4 separate regions of the Sus scrofa genome follow, and regions 1, 2 and 4 are each linked to region 3. The links are chromatin contacts, called in public Hi-C and promoter capture Hi-C maps. All regions are on one chromosome and are shown on one strand. The core of a region is the stretch at or near the end of the contact, and the rest is flanking DNA. Distances in the headings are between cores, read along the strand shown. Region 1 holds the start of IRF9 (interferon regulatory factor 9). Region 2 holds the start of TINF2 (TERF1-interacting nuclear factor 2). Region 3 holds the start of TM9SF1 (transmembrane 9 superfamily member 1). Region 4 holds the start of EMC9 (ER membrane protein complex subunit 9).

Evidence for each region. Promoter capture Hi-C pulls out the DNA fragments that hold promoters and counts their contacts. A called contact is a pair of places that touch in the nucleus more often than the background predicts.
Region 1: a contact with region 3 is called in a promoter capture Hi-C map of liver, with 5 times the contacts expected there. The contact joins the promoter of IRF9 here to the promoter of TM9SF1 in region 3. A contact is called at or near these places in 2 of 5 promoter capture datasets (both in liver), 14 of 47 Hi-C or Micro-C datasets (alveolar macrophages, blood, embryonic fibroblasts and 8 more) and 2 of 2 datasets of contacts at active chromatin or transcription factors (alveolar macrophages and skeletal muscle).
Region 2: a contact with region 3 is called in a Hi-C map of skeletal muscle, with 3 times the contacts expected there. The contact joins the promoter of TINF2 here to the promoter of TM9SF1 in region 3. A contact is called at or near these places in 3 of 47 Hi-C or Micro-C datasets (heart right ventricle, liver and skeletal muscle).
Region 4: a contact with region 3 is called in a Hi-C map of liver, with 2.7 times the contacts expected there. The contact joins the promoter of EMC9 here to the promoter of TM9SF1 in region 3. A contact is called at or near these places in 2 of 5 promoter capture datasets (both in liver), 14 of 47 Hi-C or Micro-C datasets (alveolar macrophages, blood, embryonic fibroblasts and 8 more) and 2 of 2 datasets of contacts at active chromatin or transcription factors (alveolar macrophages and skeletal muscle).

Annotation. Positions count from the first base shown.
Region 1 is chr7:75,138,011-75,141,077 of Sscrofa11.1, forward strand. It overlaps IRF9 (interferon regulatory factor 9), which reads right to left and starts at 1,631. Exons shown (of 9, transcript NM_001078670.1): 1 at 1,553-1,631; 2 at 345-525; 3 at 1-18. The coding sequence starts at 524.
Region 2 is chr7:75,054,848-75,058,092 of Sscrofa11.1, forward strand. TINF2 (TERF1-interacting nuclear factor 2) reads left to right here and starts at 1,944. Exons shown (of 8, transcript XR_002345917.1): 1 at 1,944-2,488; 2 at 2,631-2,735; 3 at 2,855-2,956; 4 at 3,035-3,245.
Region 3 is chr7:75,102,696-75,105,720 of Sscrofa11.1, forward strand. TM9SF1 (transmembrane 9 superfamily member 1) reads left to right here and starts at 1,276. Exons shown (of 6, transcript XM_013978190.2): 1 at 1,276-1,571; 2 at 2,205-2,562. The coding sequence starts at 2,221. It also overlaps a transcript of TSSK4 not described here.
Region 4 is chr7:75,157,718-75,160,659 of Sscrofa11.1, forward strand. EMC9 (ER membrane protein complex subunit 9) reads left to right here and starts at 1,517. Exons shown (of 5, transcript XR_002345919.1): 1 at 1,517-1,625; 2 at 2,046-2,122. It overlaps PSME2 (proteasome activator subunit 2), which reads left to right. Exons shown (of 11, transcript NM_214279.1): 11 at 27-149. The coding sequence ends at 107.

The DNA.
Region 1 (3,067 bases), core at 381-2,880, 36 kb after region 3:
CTTAAATATCGCCCAGGCCTAGGAAACAGCAGAAGTAAAGAGAAGGCAGCCTGTTACAGACCCCTGCTGACCCTCTACCAGGCTGGCTTCATGGATGGACGTGTGGCCTGAGAGCGCGCGCACACAACGGCCCGTACTAGGCTTATGCTCCGTTGTTGCTGTCTTGAGACGCTGGCTGAGTTTTGCATTTTCATTTTGCACTGGCCTCTGATAATTACGTAGCCGATCCTACGCTTCATCTCCCCTTTATCTGAAACCCAGGCGGACACAACGCCTCGAGGGGGAGAGCGCCAGTGTATATACTCCGTCCCTCCCTCTGAGGGGCCGGTTTCCAGGCCCTTCACCTTGAAGAAGGCTGCATCCTGATCCTCCCGGAAATCCTGCTTGCCCGCATGCTTCCAGGGAATCCGGAACATGGTCTTGGCGTCGTCGTCCCAGCACACTCCTGGGAACTGCCCGCTCTCCACTTGCTCCACCACCCAGTTCCGGAGCTTTCGGGTGCAGCGAGCCCTGCCTGAAGCCATCCTGGGGATAAGATCAGTGGGAAGCTGTCACTGGACATTTTGGGAAGAGTGAGATCCTCGCCAGAGGGACTGGATTCTGGCAAAGGGCTGCCAGAGACCCCCTCTGTCTTTTGTCTCTGGACATATCTCAGAATTCTGAGGCTGAATTGTTTTGTTTCTGTCATCACTAGCAATCACCGGAAATACTTTAACATCCCAAGATGTAGCATCTGGAGTTCCTGTTGTGGCGCAGTGGTTAACAAATCCGACTAGGAACCATGAGGTTGCAGGTTCGATCCCTGGCCTTGCTCAGTGAGTTAAGGATCCAGCGTTGCCGTGAGCTGTGGTGTAGGTCGCAGACGCAGCTCGGATCCCACGCTGCTGTGGCTCTGGCTGTGGCCGGTGGATACAGCTCTGATTAGACCCCTAGCCTGGGAACCTCCATGAGCCTCGGAAACGGCCTTAGAAAAGGCAAAAAGACAAACAAACAGGCAAACTACCAAGATGTAGCATCTGGAAGGCAACAGGAATTGGTCTTAAGACTTTTTAGGAATCTATTGTTTGGAAGGAAAATGCCCTGGTGTCCTGCTCCCAGTGAGAGAGCTTGACACCCCCAAGCATTTGCAGATACAGCAGCTGCTTGAGATGCCTCATCAACCCTCTTCACCCACCATCCCCACAACTTATCCTTTGATGCCCCCTAACCCTCCCCCCTGCTTGTCCCAGGGGTAGGTGGGGCAGAGAGAGGGGGCAGAGCTGGGGCGGAAGTGGGCAGGGCCAGAAGGCAGCAAAACAATCGGGGATGGGGCAATGCCTTCTTCCCTCAAGAACCCGGTAGTAGGTCCTCCTGTCCTTTGCCAACAGATAAGGTGTGGGACACCGGCCCCTGACCAGTCTTTCACTCAAGCCAAACTTCCAGCTCCCTGGTTCACAAGCCTTCTGGTATTCCTCTGTCTAGCAGGGGGGTCCCTAGGAGCCCCCACCCACCACCTCCCGCAGGGCTTCCCCGACCTTGACCCAGGCTGACAGCCGTTTTTGGTTAATCTTACCTGAGCTGCTGTGCAGGCTGTCCCAGGGCTCAGCCGACCACAGCTCAGCTCCCGGCTAGGCAGCTTCTGGATTTCTCCGCCCCTTTCTACAGTCCCCACCCTAAGTTTCAGTTCTCCTTCAGGGAGGTCCGTTTCCCCGAAATCACGTGGTCTCCGAGTTGCAGGGCAACTGGTTGCCACTAGGGGGAAGCAGCAGCTGAGATGCTTATGGTTGGCCCGCTGGGCCTCATTCCCTTTCCTCCCTCAGGACACTTCTTGCTCGGATCCCACCATCTCTGTGACACAGCTGCTTCCCCAGGGAGGCTGCAGTATCCTGGAGTCTGGCCTGGGGCCGCTGGTTAGCTCTGTACTACTTGGGCATCTGCCTTCCCCTACAGTGCCTGCTTGCTACCTACTAGGTGAGCCCACACATCAGCTGGATTTGGTGAAAGCAAGGAGGCAGGGAAAGAGAAGCTCAGGCCAGGGGGCTGGATGCGGAGGGCCTCCCCTGGCCAGCCGCGAGGCCAGTTCCTTCTTGGCCTGAGTCCAGAGTGGGCTGGTCAGCGGGCTGAGGGAGCCCTTTTGGCAAAGCTCTGTTCACCACCCCCCCTTCCCTGGTGCCCCCAGATGGTGGGGTCAGGAAGAAGGACCACCAAGAAGCCTGGGCAAGGAAATGCCTCTTTATTAGTGCTGGAGCTGCTCCTGAGGAAGTCGGACCAAGGGACCCTCGCCCTCAGCTACTTCCTCCTGCGGGGGATACTCTGTCCCAAGGGCACCTCTTCTATCAGCTTCTGCAGAAGGAGAGAGAAGATGATGAAACGAAGCACAGGGCTCAGACACAGGCAGGACAGGGGATTTCTAGGGAGTGGGCTCAGGGGCCAGGCCGGGGGAAGGCTTTACCTGCAATAAGCGTGCGTGATAGGTTGGGGGATCCTCCCCAGGCAGCGGCTGGGGGTGCATGTGCAGGTAGCGCTCGGCAGCTGTCTCCAGCTCCTCCACCTCATACAGGGTGGCTGGGTCCAGAGAGTGGGCATTGATGAGGCTCACAAGATATTCTTTGTAGTGTGCCCTGGGGAGATGATAGAGCGAAATATTTGTTCTTCTGTTTGGCTGATCCTCGGATGAACAAGACCGACACCCCTCACCCGTGGCTCGGTAGGCGCTTGCCAACCTGCGCCCACTGCCTGCTACTACCTCTCTTTGCCTCTTGCCTGGAAGGGCCCCATCTCCCACTCCTTGCAGGACCTACTGATCCCAGAGACCCAGTCCCTCTGTCTCCCCCCCACTGCCATGCTTCATGCCCTGCCTGCCACTCACTGGCAGAGGCCAGCATAGCCAGCAGGAGTCTCCTTGCCACAGGCTTCGTCCCGGAAGCCATTGGGCACCTCCTTCTGCTCCATCACTCGGCAGCCACCTAGGGGTAAGGGAAGGAAGGGACTCTGTCAGGGGGAGGAAGGCCATGGACCACAAAGCCCCAAGAGAGCTGGGATATGACAGAGGCATGGGAGGCAGCCTCCAGGGAGGGAACACAGAGAT
Region 2 (3,245 bases), core at 694-3,193, 47 kb before region 3:
GTTTTGTCCAGATATATGCCCAAGAGTGGGACTGCTGGGTCATACGGGAGTTCTATGCATAGTTTTCTAAGATACCTCCATACTGTTCTCCATAGTGGTTGTACCAGTTTACATTCCCACCAACAGTGCAGGAGGGTTCTCTTTTCTCCACACCCCCTCCAGCATTTATTTGTGGACTTACTAATGATGGCCATTCTGACTGGAGTGAGGTGGTATCTCAGGGTAGTTTTGATTTGCATTTCTCTAATAATCAGTGATGTTGAGCATTGTTTCAAGTGCTTGTTGGCCATCTGTATATCTTCCTTGGAGAAATATCTATTCCGGTCTTTTGCCCATTTTTCCATTGGGTTGTTGGCTTTTTTGCTGTTGAGTTGTATAAGTTGTGTGGAGTGCAGTAAATTTAAAGTGCTGAAGGAAAAAAGCCCACCAACCTAGACTTCTGTATATATCAAAATTATGTCTCAAAAGTGAAATATAACTAGAATTTCATACATGTCTGATCTGGGTACTTCGGGACCTCCAACTAGATGCCCCCTGGGCAGCTGAATATGTGGGGCACCTCAGAAGACTGATCTTAAGTGGAGACGGTGGGGAGCCATTATATCTAGGAAAGGAGATGCCCCAAAGAAAGGGTAATTTCACTAAACCCCTGTAAGGCAGTCAGAGAAGGTAATTAATTCAATCAACAGAAAATGTACATTGTGTGCAGAGGTTCTGTTCCTGGCAATGGAAATGAGAGGCACCAGAAACTGTGACAAGGAGAAAGACAAGTAAAACAGTCATTTACATTAGGGGACTGACTGTAGCAAGTGCGCGGAAGCAATTTGAAAAAGAAAATCTATTTTTATTATTTACTTTAGCACTTCATGATTAAAAAAGAAAAGATAGCAAACATAGAAAACATAGAATATTACCTAGTCTCACCATCTAGAGAAAAACAGGGTAACAATCTGATGTATCTTTTTTTTTTTTTTTGTCTTTTGTCTTTTTTTTTGTTGTTGTTGTTGCTATTTCTTGGGCCGCTCCCGGGGCATATGGAGGTTCCCAGGCTAGGGGTCGAATCGGAGCTGTAGCCACCGGCCTACGCCAGAGCCACAGCAACGCGGGATCCGAGCCGCGTCTGCGATCTACACCACAGCTCACGGCAACGCCGGATCGTCAACCCACTGAGCAAGGGCAGGGACCGAACCCACAACCTCATGGTTCCTAGTCGGATTCGTTAACCACTGCGCCACGACGGGAACTCCTGATGTATCTTTTTAAACTTTGTTTTCGGGTTTGTTTTTGTTTGTTTGGTTGGATTTCCTTTGCTTTTTTAGGGCCACACCCGTGGCATATGGAAGTTCTCAGGCTAGGGGTCGAATGGGAGCTACCGCTGCTGGCCTCCACCACACCCACAGCAACGCTAGATCTGAGGCGCGTCTGCAACCTACAGCAAAGCTCAAGGCAACTGACCCTCAACCCACTAAGCAGGGTCAAGGATCGAACCTGCATCCTCAAGCATACTAGTCAGGTCCGTAACCCGCTGAACCACACCAGGAACTCCCTGTATTTTATTTTTTAAAGGCGGGCGCCCTCTTCTGTTCTGTGAAAGGAAGAACAGTTGAATTCTTAATGGCAGCGGCGCGCCGCCGGGAAAGGCTTTGCAGGCGCTGGTTTGGGTGCCGGGATTTAAGGAATCGTATTTGAGAGGTGAAGACAATGGAGAAAGGAAGTGGCATAGACCTCCTTCAAAGACCAAAAAGCTAGACCTCAAAGAAAGACGTGACTTCTCTATATGCTCCGCAAAAAAACACCGAGGCCAGGGGCGGGACCCAAAACTGCACTCGCCACCACCCACCGGCCGTCAGCAGAGCAGGTCACAGTGGGCGGGAGCCGGCAGCGGCGCAGCCGGATCTGCGGGGGCGTGGCCTTATGACGCGACGTCACGTCTCCTCTGCCTGAAGGCCCATTGGTTCTCCACTGCCACCCTTTTCCGGGGTAGGGAAACTGGTGGCAGAGCCGAAGCGAGGTAGCCGTCCGGTTAGAGACTGCGGCGGCGTCTAAGACACAGCAACCTGGTGCCAGTGTAGCTGGCCAGCTTCTCCATTCGGGCTGCATCCAGAGTTGGGGAAAAAAACCCTAGAATTCTAGTGACCCACGGGAGGGTGTGGACTCAGATCGCGAACTATGCGGCGCAGACCAAAATAGCGGAGTCGGAGGGCCACCGGAAGCCCCACCCCTAGGAGGAGTCGCGAAGCCTCGCCTTGGAGGTAGGAACCAAAAGGGACGGCCCCTGGGGTGGAGCCCGCCGGCCATGGCCGCGCCCCCGGAGGCTGGTCCCGCAGCCCTGCGCTTCGCAGCCGCAGCCAGCTGGCAAGTTGTGCGCGGACGGCGCGTGGAGCATTTTCCGCGAGTATTGGAGTTTCTGCGATCCCTGCGCGCTGCTGCCCCTGGCTTGGTTCGCTACCGGCACCATGAACGCCTGTGTATGGGCCTAAAGGCCAAGGTATTGGAGTCAGTAGGACCTGGTTGAGGGGAAAGGGGAGGGATACGAGGTCCTCTGCTGGACCGACCGCTCTGGAGTGGGACTGGTTGGAAAAGGGTAGCTTGCCCCGACGTGGGGATTCTGAGCTCAGTATTCTTCACAGCTGGTGGTGGAGCTGATCCTGCAGGGCCGGCCTTGGGCCCAGGTTCTGAATGCCCTGAATCACCACTTCCCAGAGTCTGGACCTGTGGTGCGGGACCCCAAAGCCGTGAGTCGTCCCTGGAAGAAGCCCTACCCCCAGTTAACACTTAGGGCAGCACAGTTGCTCCTCCTTCCTGTCACTGGTCCTGATGTCCCTAACTTGTTTGCTTTCCTTACTCCCAACAGACAAAGCAGGATCTGAGGAAAATCTCAGAGGCCCAGGAAACCTTTTGCCAGCAGGTGAAGCAACTAGCAAAGGATTCTGTTGATTTGGCTTCGAACCTACAGGTGGGACTGGCAGCTTTGGAAGCTATGGTGTAGCTTTTTCTTTAGTCCTTTTCTGACCTGCTTCTTTCCTTCCTGCAGGGACTTGAGCAAGAGTATGGGGAAACTTTCCTGGCTGCCATGGAAAAGCTGTTTTTTGAATACTTGTGTCAGCTGGAAAAAGCACTGCCTACACTGCAGGCACAGCAGGTTTCTGGGAACAAAACACATTAAGGGTAGAATGTGGGTGGTTGTGTCAAGGACTGTGGTCTTTATGCCTCTCTTCTCCTTGCCCACAGCTTCAGGATGTGCT
Region 3 (3,025 bases), core at 26-2,525:
GGAGAGGTGACTAAGAGGCTAGCAAGATGGTTGTCATATTTTAAGTGAGGGCATGGGGCCAGAACCTAGGCAGCATGGAGAGCAATTTCGAAGATATTTGAGAGAAAAGCAGAGGAACCTTGGTGGCACTGATTTTAGCGGTGGGGTGGGGGTGGGGCGGTGTGGTTAATTGTGAAAGAGGCCCAGGTTTAGAGACCAGATGATTGTCATATACAAGACTATCCCAAAGCCACTCTAGCTTACTTTTCTAATTACAAAATTCTTTGTCCAAAAATCTTAGTCTCCTACTTCCAGGATCTGAACCTCCTCCTGTGGAGAGGAGGGCTGAAGTGAGTAAATGAAGGACTTTTCAAGCCATAAGCAACTCGAGACTTGTAGCTGTCTTTACTCAGGGAGAGGGACCCCTAAGTCAGCTTCCCGACATGTTGCTCCCAGGGGGCCAAACGAAGTCACAGTCCTGGGTTTTGATCTCCAGGGTAATTTGCCTAATGGCAGATCCCTTGACAAATGAGTGTAAACTTTTCCAGAGTAATCTGCGATACAAAATTAAGAAAGGCAGAGTTCCCATCCTGGCGCAACGGAAACGAATCTGATTAGGAAGTGTGAGGTTTCGGGTTCCATCCCTGGCCTCGCTCAGTGGGTTAAGGACCCGGCGTTGCTGTCAGCTGTGGTGTAGGTTGCAGACACTGCTGGATCTGGCGTTGCTGTGGCTGTGGTGTAGGCTCCGATTAGACCCATAGCCTGGGAACCTCCATATGCCTCGGGTGCGGCCCTAAAAAGCAAAAACAAACAAACCCAAAAAACAAAATTAAGCGAGGCTCAAACACATACACACAGGTAAATAAAAATAAAGACACAGAAATCAAAGCATGTTGAGATTCTTTACCTGCAATTTACATTAAGTGTCAGGGTGCCCAACTCACGGGGTAAAAGTGCAAACATCCTATTTCTTTGCGTGCTTCTACACCAGACCTGGCCCAGGCTCAGCTATCGCTGGACACAGGACGGTCGTTAAAAGATCATGGCTCCAGTACAGTCTTCGGAAGATGTATCACATATTTGGTTTGGGGCGAGAGGCCACTCATGACGGTTGGTAGAGCAATAGTCAGGTGAGATCCAGACTCTGCGATCCTTTCATGGGCTGTGTCCTCGCTGTCCTAGCATAGCGACGCCCAAAGCCTCACACCCGCCCGGGCTGGGGGCCCTGAACCGCCTCTCGGGGCTTGGCCTCAGCAGTGGGTGGCGAGTCCCATTGGTTGAGCCCGCAAATGCTTCGGACGTACACCAGGTGTGGGCGCAGCCGCCGCCCGGGCTCGGTGTCCTGGGTAGTCACTGGGCGCGCTGCGGGAACTGTTCTCAGGCGTCCAACCCAAACCTTGCCGGGAACAGGCGGCCCGCTTGGCGGCGACTCTTATCCAAAAGGGGCGTCTGTGTCCCCAAAGCCAGTTCTCAACCGCAGCCCCCTCCCGGGGAAAGCGGGAAGGATTGGAACAGCAACGGCCGCGGGGGGGGCGTGGCCCCCTGCTGGCTCCAGGAAGGGGCCGAGGTCCCCGCGGGTGAAGGCGGAAGTGGTAAGACTGACGTGTCCTGAGCTGCCCTTCCGATCGCCTGGAGGGCCCCCTGCCAAGCGACAGGCTAGGCAAGCCTCGCGGGGGCTCCAGAGCCGGGCCCGGCCTCTGGCAGTGGAAAGCTCCTTGCAGAACCCTTAAGTGAGCTGGGAGCGGTGTCTCGCGGTGTGATCGCAGCCGCTGCGATCAGGCACTGCAGCGGCCAGCCCCGTGGAGGTCAGTCGTCGGGTCCTCTCCAGGCCCCCGCTAGCGCGCCGCTCTGGGGGAGACCCCGGCAAGAGCGCAAGGGCTGCTGCGGGGCGGCAGAGGCCGCTGGCGGCGCCTCGGCCAGCCCTTCCCGCGCGGAGAGCACCCTGGGGCTGCGGCGGGAAGGTGCGAGGCCGCGTGGCGTTGCCATGGAAACGGGCTGGGGCGCGCGGGGAGGTCCGGAGCAGAAGGGCTAGCAGAGGGGGTACCCCAGGTTGAGAAGACTAGGGAGCAGAGGCAGAGCCCAGTGTTCGGTTTAGAGACGTGGTGTGGTGTGGCGGTTGGGGAGGTGGCCTCCTGAGGGAGGGTCGGAAGGGCCAAGGGGAGGAATTGGAGCCATTGGGCGTCGTTTGACCCTGGTTCCGATAACTGCAGGATTCCCCCAAACAGGTTCCGCTGCCTAAGGATGACAGTTCTAGGGCACCTTCGAAGTTGGAGCTGCCGGTGGTTGCCACTCTTGCTGCTGCTGGGCACAGGCCGTGAGCCAGGGGTGGAAGGTGTGACACACTACAAGGCCGGCGACCCCGTCATTCTGTATGTCAACAAAGTGGGACCTTATCATAACCCTCAGGAGACTTACCACTACTATCAGCTTCCAGTATGCTGTCCTGAGAAGATTCGTCACAAAAGCCTTAGCCTGGGTGAAGTGCTGGATGGGGACCGAATGGCTGAGTCTTTGTACGAGATCCGCTTTCGGGAGAATGTGGAGAAGAGAATTCTATGCCACATGCAGCTCAATTCCGCGCAGGTCAGCCTCTCCACATTGACTAGAACTTAGCCCTCCCTGCCAGGGACTAATAACGTGCCTTTACGGTTTGCAAAGCAGCTTTGTGGAAATGGGCCGAGTTGATAATAACTACAACCCCTTGTGGCAGGCAGGGGAAATGGTATATTTGCATTTGATTAACAAAGAAACATAGTAACTTTTTCAGGACTACAGGGATAGTAAATTGCAGAGCTGATGTTGGTGCCCAGGGATCCAGACTCAGAGCTTCTCTGTTGGTAGTAGGGTACCAACTATCACTCCTATGTAGTCATGTCTTCCCACTCCTACCTCTCGGCATTTCCAACTGGCTCTTTTACACTCTACCTAATTTTCCCTGGCATACTTTTTTCTTCAGCAGTTCCTATCTCAATTTTTCCTTGGTCTACTCCAGACCTTCTTATGCCTTGCCCATCTCCTTTTTCTGGTTCTTAACCATGTCAATACT
Region 4 (2,942 bases), core at 267-2,766, 55 kb after region 3:
ACTGTTGCCCTCTGGCTTTCTTCCAGGCTGAGCTTTACCATATTATCAGCAGCAACCTGGAGAAAATTGTCAACCCAAAGGGTGAAGAAAAGCCATCAATGTACTGAGCCCAGGGTTGTAAGGGAAATAAATGACCTGTACTTTGTGTGGATCACCTCTGGTGTGTGTCATTTATTCAGAAAGCAAAGTGGGAGTTCCCGTCATGGCTCAGTGGTTAACGAATCCAACTAAGAACCATGAGGTTGTGAGTTCAATCGCTGGCCTCGCTCAGTGGGTTAAGGATCCGGGGTTGCCTGTGAGCTGTGGTGTAGGTTGCAGACATGGCTCAGATCCCGCATTGCAGTGGCTCTGGTGTAGGCCGACGGCTACAATGCCAATTGGACCCCTAGCCTGGGAACCTCCATGTGCCGTGGGTGCGGTCCTAAAAGAACAAAAAGACGAATAAAAAAAGAAAGCAAAGTGTCACCTCTGTCCAGCTACTAAATGTGAATGCGATGATGGGAAAGGGAGGGGTGCCAGGAAGACAGAGATGAGTTAAGAGGTCCATCCTGTTCTTAAGAAGTTATCCTAAATAACAGTTACATGGCCTGACAGCCATGAAGATAATCTGTATTTGGGGATTTCACAAGATTTTTTCCATGTGGAAGGTCTCATGAGTTCTTCCTGAAAGAGGCGGCATTTGGGCAGAACCTTATAGGAATAATCAGACTTTGGACAGATAGAGGGAAAGCTCTGCGGCTGAGATCAGGGAATGAAGAAAGAAACCACCCTTGCCATCAGCTCAGAGCAAGCCTGAAGAGAGAATGAGGCTTCCCCGGGGAAAATTATGCTTGGGTTCCTTCTCAAGAGCTGGGAGGGGAAAAAAACGCTCCCAAAACATTTTGGCTTAAGGAAATTATACCACAGGACATTATCGGAAGGATGGGTCTATAAAAATCTTTTTGACCTTTACCCCCGCTTGCAGTCAAAGCCGTTTTTATTTCTGTAGATATTACACTGAGGAAACCAACGGCCCGATAACCTGTGATTGCAAAAGTAACATGGCTCATTAGTTAGTGGCAGAGCCGCCCTAGAGCACAAACCCATTCATTCTATAGTAGGAGTCAGGCGTCCCCTGTGTACTCACATTGGTTCGAAGTTCCACGGTTCCAAAGACACCCGACGCGGGACGCGGGCTCCACCCAGCTGGGCCTGTAGGGGCGGGCGGCAGAGATAACAGACGCAGTCATCCTGCAATCCGGAGCCGAAGTGGGGTAGCCTAGCCAATCAGCTTGAGGGAAGCTCTCTACCGTTGTGGGTTCTTTTTCAGCCGCCGGAGACAAAGGCGGGGCAAGATTGGATGCGGTTGGTGATTGGGCAAAACGAGACACTCTAAACCTATCAAAGATCATTACGTGGGCGGGACTCCAGAAGCTGGTCAGGCTTGGAGGCGCAGGTTCCGTGTCCCCGAGGCAAGCTCTTCTCTGTGGCCGCCACTTGGGGGCGGGGGGAGGCGGAGCTCGGTGCTGCAGCATGCAATCCAGGCCGCCCGCCTTCCGGGCCAGGTGGGGGCCGGTCGCCAGGCTGAGATCGGCGGGAGCCGGTGGGCTGTCTTTGAGCTGGGTCAGCGCCACTGTCGAACCTAAGTGAGGAGGCACGGGGAAGGGCCCAAGAGGGCCCTCGGGCGTTGGAGGGGGCTTCGCGGACGAGAGCTGGGGGCCCCGCTCGCCATGGGGGAGGTGGAGATCTCCGCCCGGGCCTACGTGAAGATGTGTCTGCACGCCGCCCGCTACCCGCATGCCGCTGTCAACGGGCTATTGCTGGCGCCCGCGCCGCGGTCGGGAGAATGCCTGTGCCTCACCGACTGTGTCCCCCTGTTCCACAGCCACCTGGCCTTGTCTGTCATGCTGGAGGTCGCCCTCAACCAGGTGCCGCCGCTGGACGCCCACCTACCACCCTAACCAGCCCCTAACAGCCCTAAGCCCATCCCTGGCCTCTTGGCAATAGTGCGCACCCACGGGGCGGGCGGTACGATTTAGTTACTGATGGTCCCTTTCCCATGGCAGGTGGATGTGTGGGGCGCGCAGGCCGGGCTGGTAGTGGCAGGGTACTACCATGCCAATGCAGCTTTGGACGACCAGAGGTGAGTGCCAGAGGCAGAAGGCTAAGGGTTATGGGGTGGGGGAGTCAAGAGAACCCTTCTTAGTCATTCTCTCCATTTTTCCTTCATCAAAAGCTTAGGAGTAGGCACTGTACATCAGGCACTAGGCTGGTACTGCAGTGAGGAAATGTAAGGAAACATGTTTCCCTGGGGGTGGGGAGGACAACTACGTTTCAGTAAGAACAGGCTGACACCTGCTTTAACTGAGATGCACCCCCCCCACAAGTGCTGAAAAAACACAAAGGAAACCCAAGCAGCAACTTTTTAAAAAAGAAAGTTTTTTTATATATACAGTTGATCATTGAACAAGATGGGTTTGAGCTGCCTGCGGACCTTAATAGGTGAAACAGTTGGTTGAATACCCATGCAGAATCTGTAATGGAGGGACCACTATAAAGTTACCTGCAGATTTTCAACTGCAGGAGGGTCTCTGCTCCTAACCCCTTCGTTGTTCACCAGTCAGCTGTATGTAGAAAAAGTTATCTACTTACATAGTACTCATGTATCTGGATCAACTGATACTGTTTTGTAATTTGCTTTTTCCTCCTTAATAAATATCTGACACCTTTCCATCATTACACTATTATCTACCTTACCGTAACAGCTATACAGCATCAGTATGGATGTACCATAACTTTTTTTTTTTTTTTTTTTTGTCTTTTTGTGTTTTTCTTGAGCCGCTCCCTCGGCATATGGAGGTTCCCAGGCTAGGGGTCGAATTGGAGCTGTAGTCACCAGTCTACACACCAGAACAACAGCAACGCGAGATCCGAGCCGCATCTGCAACCTACACCACAGCTCA